Regions from separate parts of the Mus musculus genome. Here region 1 is linked to region 2. Evidence: chromatin contacts called from public Hi-C data. All regions are on one chromosome and are shown on one strand. The core of a region is the stretch at or near the end of the contact, and the rest is flanking DNA. Distances in the headings are between cores, read along the strand shown. Region 1 has its middle 32 kb from the start of Gm51694. Region 2 has its middle 59 kb from the start of Dclk3.

Region 1 (7,130 bases), core at 616-3,115, 560 kb after region 2:
AATCAGTCTGTCAGTTCCTCAGAAAATTGGACATAGTACTACCAGAGGATCCCGCAATACCTCTTCTGGGCATATATCCAGAAGATGTCCCAACTGGTGAGAAGGACACATGCTCCACTATGTTCATAGCAGCCTTATTTATAATAGCCAGAAACTGGAAAGAACCCAGATGCCCCTCAACAGAGGAATGGATACAAAAAAATGTGGTACATTTACACAATGGAGTACTACTCAGCTATTAAAAAGAATGAATTTATGAAATTCCTAGGCAAATGGATGGACCTGGAGGGCATCATCCTGAGTGAGGTAACACAATCACAAAAGAACTCAAATGATATGTACTCACTGATAAGTGGATATTAGCCCAGAAACTTAGTATACCCGAGATATAAGGTACAATTTGCAAAACACATGAAACTGTTTTATACTTTTGATAGTGTCCTTTACCTTACAGAAGCTTTCCAGTTTCATGAAGTCCCTAAGACTTCCAATGGAGGGATTGGGACACAAACTGAGCCAAAACCTTCAACTCACCATTTTTTCTGCCTACAAGAGGTGCAGAGGTAAAGATGGAACAGAAATTGAGGGAAAACTAGCCAATGACTGGCCCATCTTGAGACTCATGCCTTGAGAGAGAGCCCACCCACTACACAATTAATGATATCCTGCTATGCTTGCAGACAGGTGGCCTGCATAACTGTCATCTGAGAGGCTTCACCCAGTAACTGATGGAAACATGCATAGACCCACAGCCAAACATTAGGCAGAACTTGGGAAATCCTGTGGAAAAGGATGGGAAGGATTGAAGGAGTCAGAGAGGTCAAGGACAGCACAAGAAAACCTAGGGATCATAGGGGTCCACAGAGACTGAAGTGTCAAACACAGAGACTGAACTGCCAATCAGAGAGCTTGCATGGACAAGGACAGACCTGGGTCCTCTGCACATATGTAACAGTTATGCAGCTTGGTCTTCATGTGGGACTCCTAACAGCAGGAGCAGGGACTGTCTCTGGTTCTGTTTGCTGAATTTTGGATCCTTTTCCTCTAACTGATCAGCCTTGTGTAGCCACCATCGGAAAAGATGTACCTAAGCCTACTGCAATTTGTTATGGCAAGAGGGATTGACATCCATGGGAGAGTTCCCCTTTTCTGAGGAGAAAGAGAGGACTGGAGGACTGGGATAGAGGGGAAATGAGGAGAAAGAGAGGACTGGAGGACTGCGATAGAGGGGAAATGAGGAGAAAGGGAGGGGGGAGAGGAAGCTTAGATAGGGATGTAAAATAAATAGAATTTTAAATAATTGATTATTGTTGTTTCTTAAAATAAATAATTAATTAAAAGTAGAAAAGAAACAGCATGAGTGGAACGGTAGAAGCTGAAGACACTCACTCCACCCGAAAGCTAAACCCCAGTGCTTAGTTCTCAGCCACGAGGCAGATCTGTAAAACTCTAGTACATCTGCGTAGTGTTTATAAAAAACACACCTGACTGGCGACAACACTCATTTTACTGTGTACTTCCTGTCAAGGGCACGTTGCATATTGATTGAATTTTGGCCACGCGAGGAGAGATCCTGTTTTTTCTCCACGTTGCCCGTGCCTGTAATGAGCAGAGCGTCCTGCCCACGACATGTCTCTGCACTGTGTCCATGGAGAGTCAGTCAGCTTCTGTGGCTAAGATGGTTTTTAACTCCTGTTTATTCTCTGTTTCCTTATTTGAAACGGGGACACCTTGACGTCATCATTAACCACGTTACATTTCCTTATCTCACAAATTAATTTTGTCATGGTCTCCAGGGGTGCTTTCTGTGTTCCAGAATGCAGTTTCTCTGTTTTCTGTTCCTTCCCACACACTATATGGGCTGGATAATCAGCTGTGGTTTAATGCTTGCCTTGGGACTGGTGTCCTTCATCCTCTGACTCTGAGTTGAAATAGCTCTGTGATTCCTTACTTCTGATAATTCTTCGTAGATAACCAACCACTCACAAAGAACTACAAGATAGAGTTCATTTTCTTCCCAAGGAAACTGTCGTTCTCTCTGCTATGCCTAAGCTCCATGTGGTTCATCATAGTTTCTCCTTTCACTTCGGCTGCTGGGAAGCCCAGTGCTAGCATGTGCTCTTAGTAAATACTGTAGCATTCCTCAGCAAGAAAATTTTAATTTAGTTTAGTATTCACTCTATGATTACTTTTAATGTTTACCTCCTTTAAGACTTGTTTATTTTTATTAAATGTGTGTGAAGCAGGAACTGAAGTAGACAGTTTGTGAAGGGGTGTAGCTTACTGGCTTGCTCCTCATGGCTTGCTTAACCTGCTTTCTTAGACCACCCAGGGCTACTTGTTTATGGTGACATCACCCACAGGAAGCTGGGTCCTCCCGTATCAATCTTTAATCAAGAAAATGTCCAATAGACTTGCTGACAGATCCATCTGATGGAGAAAATTTCTCAATTGGTGTTCTCTTTGCCCAAATGATTAGAGAACGTGTCCAGGTGCCAAAATAATAAAAATGGGAAAATGGAAAGATAAACCAAAGAGTGAAAGCTAACCAGCACATTACATGTGAGGATCTAGAATATTTAGGACTTCTGCCAGCAGGGAAAGGATCTGTCACATAGGGACGCGAAGGACTAGCTATGGCTTACACCCCTTTTGCTATTAACACAGAATGATTGATAGGGACTAAAATAAATGTATCAGTTACTTCTGCAAGAACGTTTAAATGAGATTGCACATAGACACAGTAGCCAATCAAAGTAGATTTCATATAAGACAGCATGGATGCTCCTAGTATTACCTATTTGCATTCCCATGTATGCAGGCACACCAAAATATCCTACAATACTATCCCGACACAGCTTTGCTGCAAATGCAGGCACCATAATCCCTTGCCTTTCCCTGGGATCATCTTAGAGCTTTGGATTTTGCATTGAAAAGACTTGACGGCAGGCATCCTGAGTCTTCCTGAGCCCGGCAGGGCCCTCCCTGATGTGGATGTGACCAATCCCTGTGATTATTACATCTGGGAAGGAAAGGTGTTGCCTAACTGAGTCAGGTAAATCTCCAGGGCAGATAATATCCAGGCAGCCAAGGCAATCAATCATGAAATGATCTTCGGGCAGGCTCAGCTGTGGGGTTCTCAGCTGTGCTCACTTAAACAACTGCTTTAAAAGCATCTCACTGCCTCTCCCCTAGGAAATTATTTCATTGTATAATTGCCCTTGCTTCGAGTGAAATTTTCTTAATGTCCAATTTGAATGGCCTATTTTTCCAGTCTCAGGCCATTGCTCTCTATTACATTACTATTAAGCACCTTTAGTAATTCCCTTTCCTTTCAGAGGGGGGTGAAATTGGCTCCCACATCTCATTTGAAAATGTGGCCTCGTGCTTCTTGATTCAAAAATGGACAACCTGTGACGGGGACAGGGGATCATGATGCTTGTGAGAAAGATGGGTGATTTTCTTGCTGAGTTTTCACCAGCTTTTGAAAGCAGTGTGTGGCCCTGTTGCACACGGCATTTCTGACCGTGCTAAAACACTAGGGCGTGCACACAGTGTCATGGAGGAGCCTGAGCCTGCAGTAGGTGACATTCATATCCTTCCATGGGAAGAGAGGGAATATTGCTTCAGAAACAGACCTGCCTATCACTTTGCTTTCCCAGGTTATAGGATGACCAACTTCAGTGGGCAGCCAAGAAGCTGAGGTGTGTGTGTGGGGGGGGGGGGGGGTCTTTACGGAACAACATGCAATCTAAGCTTAAGGACTTCAAAGTCTTTATGGTAAAATTCCTCTGGGTCACAGATTGAGCTGTTGCTGTTTGCCCTTCACACACATGTAGATCTGTCATGTTGGGACATGTTATGGTATGTTAGAAGTAAAAACATCATTCTGAACTTAATAACAAGCTGCCTTCTCCATTTGTTTATTTGTTTGATTATTTGTTTGTTCGTTTTTGATTGTTTAGTGTATCTGTGTGTAGTATATTACAGTTGTGTATAGTGAATGTGTGTGTTCCTGTAAACATGAGTCCATGTACGTGTGTGTGTGTGTGTGTGTGGTGTACATACATGTGTGTAGTGCATATATAGGTGCATTTGCCTGTGCAGGTCATGTGTAAGCCAGAGGTTAACACTGGTATTTCCCTCAGTTGCTTCTTTGTCTTTCATTTTCTGACAGGGGTTCTCACTGAACCTGTAGTCCACCATTTAGGATAGACCGACCTGCCAGCAACCCCCAGCATCCTCTTGACTCTGCCTCATAGCACTGGGGTTAGAGGCATGCACATTCAGCTATGCTTGATGTGCTATGCTCTGTCTTCATAGGTGTCTGGATGAAAACTCAGGTCTTCGCACTCCTGCAGCAAATGTCTTACCTGCTGAGCATCTCCTCTGCACCTGGCTATGTTATTGCTAATGTTAGGACCTTTGTGAATCTGGTCTCATTTTCTCCCTCCCCATGTTCTCCATGTCCTCAGTATCTAAAGGCCATCCCATCCTGACATACACCCCCAGATACTGAAAGAATGAGACTTTGAGATTAAATGCAAAAAAAAAAATAGCATTTCTTAGTTGGAGGTGCAGCTCAGGGTGCAGGGCTTGTCTTGGGTTTGTGCTGCCTGACAGTATATAAACAAATCAATCAGTTTATTAAGTGAATAAGGGAATGAATGAACAAATTAACATTTTATTCCGTTAATTAACAAAGAAATAAAGTATGGTTCTTCCTCCAGCCCAAGTAGCCTAGGCCAGTGCATAATGTGTCTATGCACACTTTGAATACCCAATGAGTCCCAGTTTGTTCCTAGATTGTGTGGCTGATACGTATAACATCCCTTCCTGATTGACATCTCCTGAAAAGTAAAATTCAATATAACCTAACAAAGACAAATCAAATAGCAAATGTAAACATCATGGCATTCTCTGAGACTTCATCCTCAGGGCTACTGACATACCACTATCTTCGTATCTCCATAGGAAACCAGCAGCTGCCATGCCTCACAGGATAGGGAAGAGCAAAGGACATAGGCTCCTAGAGTCACCGTTTTATAGAAAGCATTACAGAAATTATTTGAGATTGCAGACCCTGCTGGAAGTAGACAGAGATTTAAGTTTGAGGTAGACATTAATAATAAGAACTATTGGAAAATAGTTGTTTTGTTGTTTTTCTTTCTTTTTTTTTTTTTGACATTGTCAAACCTCTAGCAAAACAGCCCCTCCCAGTTGAGAGGTATGCAGGTCCGCCCCACCCCCCCCAAAGTAAAAAGGTTAAAAAATGTGGGATGAAGCTAACTACCCTGATCTTATCTGGAAGGTGTGATTTTCATAGGATTATGGAGACAAAATACCAAGCCATAGATGGATGCCAGTTCTCATCATTTTCCAATATAAGACCATGGGAAGCGGCTATTGGATGTCATAGTGGATCAATAATGACTGAATTGTGCTGGAGGCTCAGTGACTCTCCCATGATTTCTCCAGTTGCAGCCCAGGCTGTTTTCAAATCCTGACAGTGTAGGTTCCCCATGCTCTGTAGCTGTTCTCTCTGGGTCAGACATGATCGTTGTCATCTTCAGGGAGGATGGCTAAGATCACAGGCACGGGAACCTCAGGGGATCAGACCTATCAACCTTCCCACAGGTTGGGGGGGGGCAGGGGAGATGTGTGTGTGTGTGTGTGTGTGTGTGTGTGTGTGTGTGTGCGGTTTACCCTGTCCCTTTTAGTCACTGATGCTCCTGTAAGTCACAGTAATAATGCACAGGGTCATTGAGTTGAACTTGGATGGAATCTTTCTTTGGTCTGTCCCGGCTCTGTGCTCTTGGTGAATGGGTATTTCTTTTGGTCTCCCTAGGGAAAATCAAGCAATAGTAGGGCATCTCCATATGCTGATGCAGAAGGCTCTAAAGCTTTGCTGTTGCCACAGTAAAACTGCTGAGTGGTCCAAGCCTAGGGGAGAGATGCATTCTGGTTTGTTCCATGATACCAATGGTAGCTGTGGCATGATAAGAGAGACCTTGCCTGTTTGTGTTCGTCTATGGTCTCTGAGTGAAGACCCCTTTAAAATGTATCCCATATTACATATTACATATATAATTCTTTTATGAACCACGGCTGATATCATAATACTTTATATTGGGGCATTTTTCTAAACTGCTGGTTGTCTGTACACTTCCCAGGATGCACCATTCCATAGATTCTACTCAGTTGCCTTCCACTCCAAACACTCTGAATTATATTTTACTCTTTCTTGTGTTTCTTTGCTCTACAGGTACTCCTCTTAGCCAGGATTAGGACACATTCACACCCGTCTCTGCAAACCCCAATTCCATGTATACAACATAGGGCAGGACAACAGCCTCATAGAATCACAGATAGATATCTTGTTTTCTTCTTCACATTCTTTTTTTTTTTTTTTTTTTTTTTGGTTTTTCGAGACAGGGTTTCTTTGTTAGCCCTGGCTGTCCTGGAACTCACTTCGTAGACCAGACTGGCCTTGAACTCAGAAATCCGCCTGCCTCTGGCTCCCAAGTGTTGGGATTAAAGGCGTGCGCCACCACTGCCCAGCTTCTTCTTCACATTCTTATTTTTATGTTATTCTTCAGATGAGTCCCATGGCTAATGTAATTGTATTTACTGAAACACAGACACAATTTATTCTTAAAATTCACAAGCTTCTTAAAAGCAGAGAGGCTTTGTGGCTTTGTGAGCAGTGGCTCAATGTCTTGCAGTTACTGACTAGTGTCCTATTCTGATTTCTATTGCTGTGACAAACACCATGACCAAAGGCAACTTGGAGAGGAAAGATGTTTTCCTTCTTGTTTCTGCTTATACTTCCACATCACAGTCCTTTTTTGAGGGCAAGAATTCAAGCTGGACCCTGGAGGCAGGAACTGAAGCAGAGACCATGGAGGAGCCCTGCATATTGAGTTGTTCAACACCAGGACAACTGGGCAGAGCTAGTGCTGGCCAGAGTGAGCTCAGTCCTCTCATTTGGTACATATATCACCTCAATTTAGGTCCCTTCTTTCCAGGTTATTCTGGCTTGTGCCAAGTTGACGAAAAATAACCATGGCAGTGAGGGCCCAGTGAAAGCACAATGAATAAATTATATTATAAATCACTCTCATTGCCTT
Region 2 (7,058 bases), core at 1,479-3,978:
ATCACCGGAGTTCCCTGCTCAAGTTGCAGGCAGCTCTCCCGGAGTCCACCTCCTCATCCCTCCCTCTGTTGCTTACCACGTGTATACACAATCTTACATTTTAGATAGCATGTACCTGAGTCTTGTAACTTTAGTAACTTTCCTAGCTGTGGAAGTTTAGTTTTAAGTCTTTTGAACCTCTCTCCCTCCATTCCTCCGTCTCTCCCCCTCCTTCCCTCTCTCCTTATCTCCCCCTCCTTCCCTTTAAGGGGAATGTTTCAATTCAGAGGAAATAGCTACACAGTAGTCAGAGAGACAGAGACACAGTTACACATAGAAGCAGAAAAACAGGAAAACAAACTAGAAAGAATGAAACCATTTTATACACTGTAAGTTAAATATTACAGACAACAGGAGGTGCACCTTTTTGTCTTTTCTTCTCTTCCTTCCTTTCTTCCTTTCTTTCTTTCTTTCTTTCTTTCTTTCTTTCTTTCTTTCTTTCTTTTTCTTTCTTCCTTTCCTTTCCTTTCCTTTCCTTTCCTTTCCTTTCCTTTCCTTTCCTTTCCTTTCCTTTCCTTTCCTTTCCTTTCCTTTCCTTTCCTTTCCTTTCCTTTCCTTTCCTTTCCTTTCCTTTCCTTTCCTTTCCTTTCCTTTCCTTTCCTTTCCTTTCCTTTCCTTTCCTTTCCTTTCCTTTCCTTTCCTTTCCTTTCCTTTCCTTTCCTTTCCTTTCCTTTCCTTTCCTTTCCTTTCCTTTCCTTTCCTTTCCTTTCCTTTCCTTTCCTTTCCTTTCCTTTCCTCCTCCTCCTCCTCCTCCTCCTCCTCCTCCTCCTCTCTCTCTCTCTTTCTCTCTCTCTCTCTCTCTCTCTTTTTCAACACAGGGTTTCTTGAAACCCTGATGGGACACACTCGCTCCATTTCTATGACCAGTGTGAAGCATGTAGCTGAATTCTTGGGCCTCTGTTGATGTGAATGCCTCCGAAGACATTAGCTGACCTCTGGCAGAATTTCCCAGTATCCCCTAAAATGCAAAATAAACCCTACGTTGGAATCCAATTTTCTCTATAATCAGTTTGATACTTGGTGTGTATTTGTGTTAACATTTTTTTTTGATTATTTAAACAACAAACACCCTCAAATCATTTAAAAATCTTACAGAGAACTTGATTATGTTGATGAAGGACAAACTGGACTTTCCACATTTGAGCAGCAGGTGGCGCTCCTGGCATTTGGAATCGCACTGACGCAGCGGCTGAGCTCGATGGTGGAGGATGCAGTTTGCTGCTGGTGCATTGCAGTGGGCAGGAGGTGGTGATGCATTTTATTAACTTCCTGTTTTGCTTGAGACAAGGTCTTGTTACATAGCCATGTTGGTGTCAAACTTGTAATTCTCCAGCCTCAGCCACCTCAGTATTGGAGTAATTGGTGTGTACCCCACTGGAGTATTGGGTCATCCACACTCATTCCAGGCAGGAGGCCGGGCTACTGTTGAGCCTTTGGACTATGTTCTGTATTTGTTCTTTTAAGAGTGAAAAGTAGTTCTCAGTCTCTATTTTATACGAACCCGGGATCATTCTGTTTCCAGGGATAGGTAGCTGCTGAGACTGCCCCATTGTCCACCCTTAGGGCACCTCAGGATCTGGTGAGGCCAGGTGCCCTGGCATTTGGGTTCCTGGGTCCCTAGCTCTTTTTGCCCTGTTACTACCTAAGGTCTTAGGACCTCCACATGTCTCACTGCCTGATGCCTGAGAGCCTTAGAGATGCTCCTGAGAGCAGTGACTCTGCCTGGCACTGTCGCTCAGCAGCCCCTCCCCCAGCTCTGGGACATCAGTATCTCCTCATTGCTAAGGCAGGAAAAGGACAAACTTTGACCCCCAAGTTGGTTCTTCATCTTTTTTTTTGCCAAACATCCTAAAGGCCAAGGAACCCAAAGAGCTCCTATAGGAACCCAAGGAGACAAAGGCAACCGGGAGCAGAGAAAGCTAGAGGCTTACAACGAGCCTCCCAGCTGTGGGTCTGCAGAGCCTACTGACCTGCTTTGCCTGCTCTGAAGTGGGCAAAGTAGACTACACTAAAGCAGACTCCAGAGCACTTTCCAGAACAGTGTGCCTGTCTTGTCTGCCAGGATTACCCTGGTTAGGATTGTACATTATCATGGCTATTGTGAACACCGCTAGCTGGAGATACTAGTGCCCTATCCTTAACTAAGTAAAGAATCTCTGTGGACATCCTAATAAGAATCTGAAGTGTGTGTGTGTGTTTGTGTGTGCCTCTGTGTGTGTGTGTGTGTGTGTGTGTGTGTGTGTGTGTGTACAGGTGAGTGTGGAGCCAGAGGATAGCCTCAGGTCCTGTCTACTTTGTCATTTGAGACAAGGCCTCTCAATTGACCCGGGGTCCCATAGGCTGGCCAGCTAATGGGCCCCAGGATCCACCTGCTCTTACCTCTTCAGTGATGAGATACAAGTACACACCACCACGTGCAGCTCCTTAGAAGGGGTTCTTGGCTTGAGTTCAGATCTGAATGCTTGCATGGTGAGCATTTTATTGCCCCGGAGTTCAGACTTAATCTACCTTAGCCAAGAAGCTGAGTAAATTACTTTATTTGAAGTTAAACTAGGGTTTTTTGAGTTTTCCCTTACTACCAGGGCCGGTGACATCTTGACAAATGAGCAAGGGTGAACAGGTAAGTGTTCCTGATAGACTTCAGGCTGGGCAGCCTGGCAGCTCACTAAATAGCCACCAGGTGGCGCTGCATACAGCACTGCAGGCCACCTTTCCCGTGTGAGTCGCTGAGCCGTGGCTGGCCTTGGAAGTAGCATTGCTTGGATCAGGAAGGGTAGAGTTTTGCTTGTGCACAACAATGCCTTGCTGCTCATGCTCCTGACCTTGTACCCTAGGGACTGTAGCTATTATTGGTTTCTGATGAATGCTTTTCTGACAATCTGGCTTAGCATCTTTCTCATTTTCTGCCTTGCTGGGTTTAATGTCTCAAATCGGGATATTTCTGTCTGACAGATAAGGGCTGTATCATCAGAACAAGATGTTCTTGCTTGTGGTGATAAAAAGCCTCTACAGCGCTCGGCCCTGGCATAGCCTGATTCCATCCCAGGGCAGGGTGAAAGCCAGGGTGGCTGGACCAGGGGCCAGGGTGGGCAGTGCTGGAGTCAGAGGTGAAGAGGACTTCAGAGGAGGGGCTGTCACGAGAAAAGGCTTACAGTTGGAAGGATGATTAAGGTTGGAGAGGGGCTGCAGAAGGAGCTTAGGAACAGAAGTTCACAGAAAAGTACAAGCATGCTATTTGCATTTTAAAAATGTCTGCTTTGCCATAGACACTGAGCAAGCCAGAGAGACGTGTTCTCAAAGTTAAGATGGATCTGTCAAATTGCTTCTTGGAAACACATTTTCTGGGTTCAGTAGGGCACAAGTTTGGGTTGCATTTGCTATTGGGGATTCTTTGGCAGGGTGGTAGGCGGGTGATGTGGAGTCAGCTGTAAGCTACGGCCACACCCGAGGGCTGCCACACCTGAGGGCTTTGAGTCCTTTGGGTTTATTTGTGCTTATTCTCTGAGAGAGGGAGGGAAAGGAGAGAGGGCGTGAGATAGAAATTGAGATAGATAAATAGAAAAAGAAGGTTGGGCTTGGACATCAACCCGAGAGCATCAGTCTTTCTCTCCTTCTTTCCTCTTGTACTTTTTTCTTTTCTCTTCCATCTCTTCTCTCTCCCTTCTTCCCTCCCCACTGCTCGCTCTTTCTCTCACCCACAGCCCCAATTCTTGGGTCGGGAAAAGATTAGATCAGGCTAACTTAGAACTGGCCAGCATGAAGGAAGAGATAAGATCTTGAGATTGAACTGCTCATATTGTACATTTTTTTCCCCTAATAGCAGCTGCTGACAGACAAGAGACCCGTGTACCGCTGCAACCTTTAAAAATAGCTAAGGGTCAGCCAACATTTTAAGATTAGAAAACTAAAATGAGCTAGACATATCCAAAACATCGATTCTATTGATCACAACCCTAGAGCTGTGTTTCCACATGCTGAAAAATTGTTAGCGAATCATTGTATGATGAAAATATGTTTTTATTCCTGCATATGGCAGTACCTTAGAAATGTTGAGATTTTGTGTTGGAGAGATGGCTCCAAGATCACGGACTGCTCTTCTAGAAGGCCCAGGTTCAATTCTCAGTACCGGCATGATGGCTCACAACCATGTGTAACTTCCATTCCAGGGGATCTGACACCATCTTCTGGCCTCCTCACACACTGGACATATACAATGCATAGACATATAGATAGGCCAAGCACACAGACACATTCAATAAATATACAAATTAAAAAAATCTAAACATTTAGATTTGGAGGTTGTGTTTATGTGTGGTCTAAGGTGTCATAGTTTGAGAGCTTGAAATATTTACTTTCTAAAGAATTTTTTTCACATTTAAAATTGTATTGCTTTATTGTGTATGTGTAATGTACATGTATAGACACGTGTATGCCACAACACATATAAAAGCCAGGGAACAACTTTTTGTGAGCCAGTTTTGTCCTTTTCTCATGGGACCTGATTAAGGAAGACCTTCCCTGACATTGACCTCTGACCTCCACACACAGATGTGCACATCTGCCCTCACGTGTGCAGGAGCATGTACATACAGACAGATTTATTGAGCTCATGCATTGACAGGACATGTAGATACATGGATTAATCTCTGAATGTGTTATGGCCAGCGATTAGCTGATCAAAGTGGGGCATGGCTGGGTGGTCCAGCCTTGGCTGCAGTGACTGAGGAAACTCTCACTGAGACCAAGGCTCTCTTGGGTAGGATCTGCATCCTCCACGGGCCAGCAGTCTCTGCTGGGACACCTCGGTCACTGCAGTATTTAGCGACAGAAGTAAGGCCCCAATGCAAACCTGTATCTCCAGCCTCGCCCTTGGTGGTCAAAGCGAGTTTACAGCTGGCCTCAAAGCCACGGAGCAAGGAATATATTCCACACTCGGGGAAGTTCAAAGACGGGGCAAACAGTATGGACAGATGGAGATATAGGAAATTGGTTCCCAAAATGCAATAGTGCATATGAATGAAATTACGCATTAATCAGAAAATGGCTCTTTGATGTTACTGTTAGCTTGACACTCACACCTAAAGTCATTTTTTTTACCATCTTCTAGAACCTTCCTTGCTGCTATCTTCCAAAAGTATCCTGAAACCTCCACCTCCTAGGCAGATACATCTTATGCATGCCCAGCTTGCTCCAGGTAGCCAGCCCTCCCTACATTTTGTATTCTTCAACCTTACCCTTGCTTCACCACTAAATTACAAGTTCTGCTTCCTCTGAGATGCCCCGACTTGGTACCAGCTTCTTTCTCAGAACAGCAGTTCTGTTCTGAACTTGCGTTATTGGTCATCTCTTGGGATTGCTGGTCTTATCTACAGCTGAGAAGTCTCTATGAGTCTGGGGCAGTGCTGAACCCACTATCTGGCTCAGCAGCTGGCTCACCAGGCAATGCTCAGCAAATGCTCTTTGTCCTGATGCTGGGAGCAAAGGGAAAGTGGCTCTCGTGGAGCATCGAAGCCAGGGCTCCTGCCTCGGTCATCACAAACACAGCCTGCCCTGTCATTGTCATCCTCCTGGTCATGTTTGGACCTCGCTGAGGAGCAAGTCGCTGGAGGCTCCCAAGTCCCACCCCACAGTCCTGCTACTCACGTCGCTCATTACGCTGTTCGATATCTGATGCCTAGCCACATTGATCTGCGTCTTTTTGCTTTACCCGGAGCTGATTAAAAGGCAAGAGAATTGGCTTGTATTAGCTGATAATGAAGTCTGTGTTTATGAGTCAGGAGTCTGCTTGCTTGGAGCATCTGTCCTGCCCTGGCTTTCTTTCAGCGTGGTTTCACCTGTTGTCCCCACTCCTGGAGAGCTTCCAGGTGCCTGGAAGAAGTCACAGCTCTGTTCTATCCCAGCTTTACACAGGACTTCCTTAGAGTCAGGACCCGAGAGCTGCCTCATCACCCTGGTAAGGGTCACAGTGGCGGTGACCCTTAGCTTTTATAAAAAATTTAAATGGGGGAATATGCTGTGTCTAAGGTGGGTGTCACACCCTTGCACCGACTACAAGCAGGCTTTGATAGCAGAACACTTCAGGCACACTCCCATCAGAAAGAACAGTGAGTGTCCCCCATACCTCCTAGACCCGATGGCTGGTAACATCTTCCGTTTCTTGTCGTATTGTTCCCCCACCTTTTACTTTGTTGGGCGATTTTAATTTTTATTGTTATTTTCTCTTCTCTAATTTTGTCATGTGTGTGTGTATGTGTGGGTATATTTATGCGTCTACATGTATGTTTCTGCATGTGTGTGGATGCATGACAATGTAAGCACATGTGTGAATATGTCCACCTGCATGTGAGGCTTCAGACTGATGTCTGGATTTATCCTCCACTACTTTTCCGACTTAGTCATTGAAGCAAGGCCTCTCAATCAAACCCGGAGCTCACTGAGATGACTAGCCTTGCTAGCTAGCTTGCTCTGGGGAGCCCCGTCTTTGCCTGTTGAGGCTGGAATTAGACATTTACAGAGCTGAGCTCTGGTCCCTGATGTTTGCGTGGCAAGCATTTAATTTCGAAACCATCTCCCCAGCTGCTGGGTAATTTTTAAACAAATCACAGATGTCAGACTGTTTCATTCTCGAATACTCAGGCAGTTGACAAATGTCCTTCTGCCTGATATTCGTCCGTAGATCTCTGAGGTTGATAACATTCTCTGGTTTCTCCTCAGTATATTGAGCATCTAATCATGATTTTTTTGTTTTGTTTTGTTTTGTTTTGCCACATTGTTCCTTTGCTTCTCCAGGGACATTGCAAACAAGAGACATGAGGTTTGTTGAGCCTTGTCCCCACGTTTAGTTAATAACTATTGTAACATGTCATGAGGCATATGACGAAGTGTGTCAACAAATCAACAATCACGGAGCCTGTCACCACACTGATACATGGTGTGGGCCCAGAAGGTGGGACTTGGGGAATGACCAAGATTAGGTGAGGTTGCATCTCAACCTCTTTAACGTTGGCTTCAGGTTGTGA

What was found. Hi-C and Micro-C count contacts between places; a contact is called where the count stands out from the background.
Region 1: a Hi-C map of the N1E-115 cell line shows a contact between it and region 2, with 4 times the contacts expected there. The contact joins two enhancer-like sites. A contact is called at or near these places in 5 of 484 Hi-C or Micro-C datasets (the N1E-115 cell line, cerebral cortex and cortical neurons) and 1 of 115 datasets of contacts at active chromatin or transcription factors (astrocytes).

The regions. Positions count from the first base shown.
Region 1 is chr9:112,051,881-112,059,010 of GRCm38.p6, forward strand. No RefSeq gene overlaps it. Among named protein-coding and RNA genes, the nearest start is that of Gm51694, 32 kb to the right of the region's middle. Within about 2 kb of position 1,866, at least 5 of the 459 cell types and tissues checked have an H3K27ac peak or open chromatin away from gene starts, as enhancers often do. A contact at or near this core is called in the N1E-115 cell line, where this site is marked.
Region 2 is chr9:111,494,538-111,501,595 of GRCm38.p6, forward strand. No RefSeq gene overlaps it. Among named protein-coding and RNA genes, the nearest start is that of Dclk3, 59 kb to the left of the region's middle. Within about 2 kb of position 2,729, at least 11 of the 459 cell types and tissues checked have an H3K27ac peak or open chromatin away from gene starts, as enhancers often do. A contact at or near this core is called in the N1E-115 cell line, where this site is marked.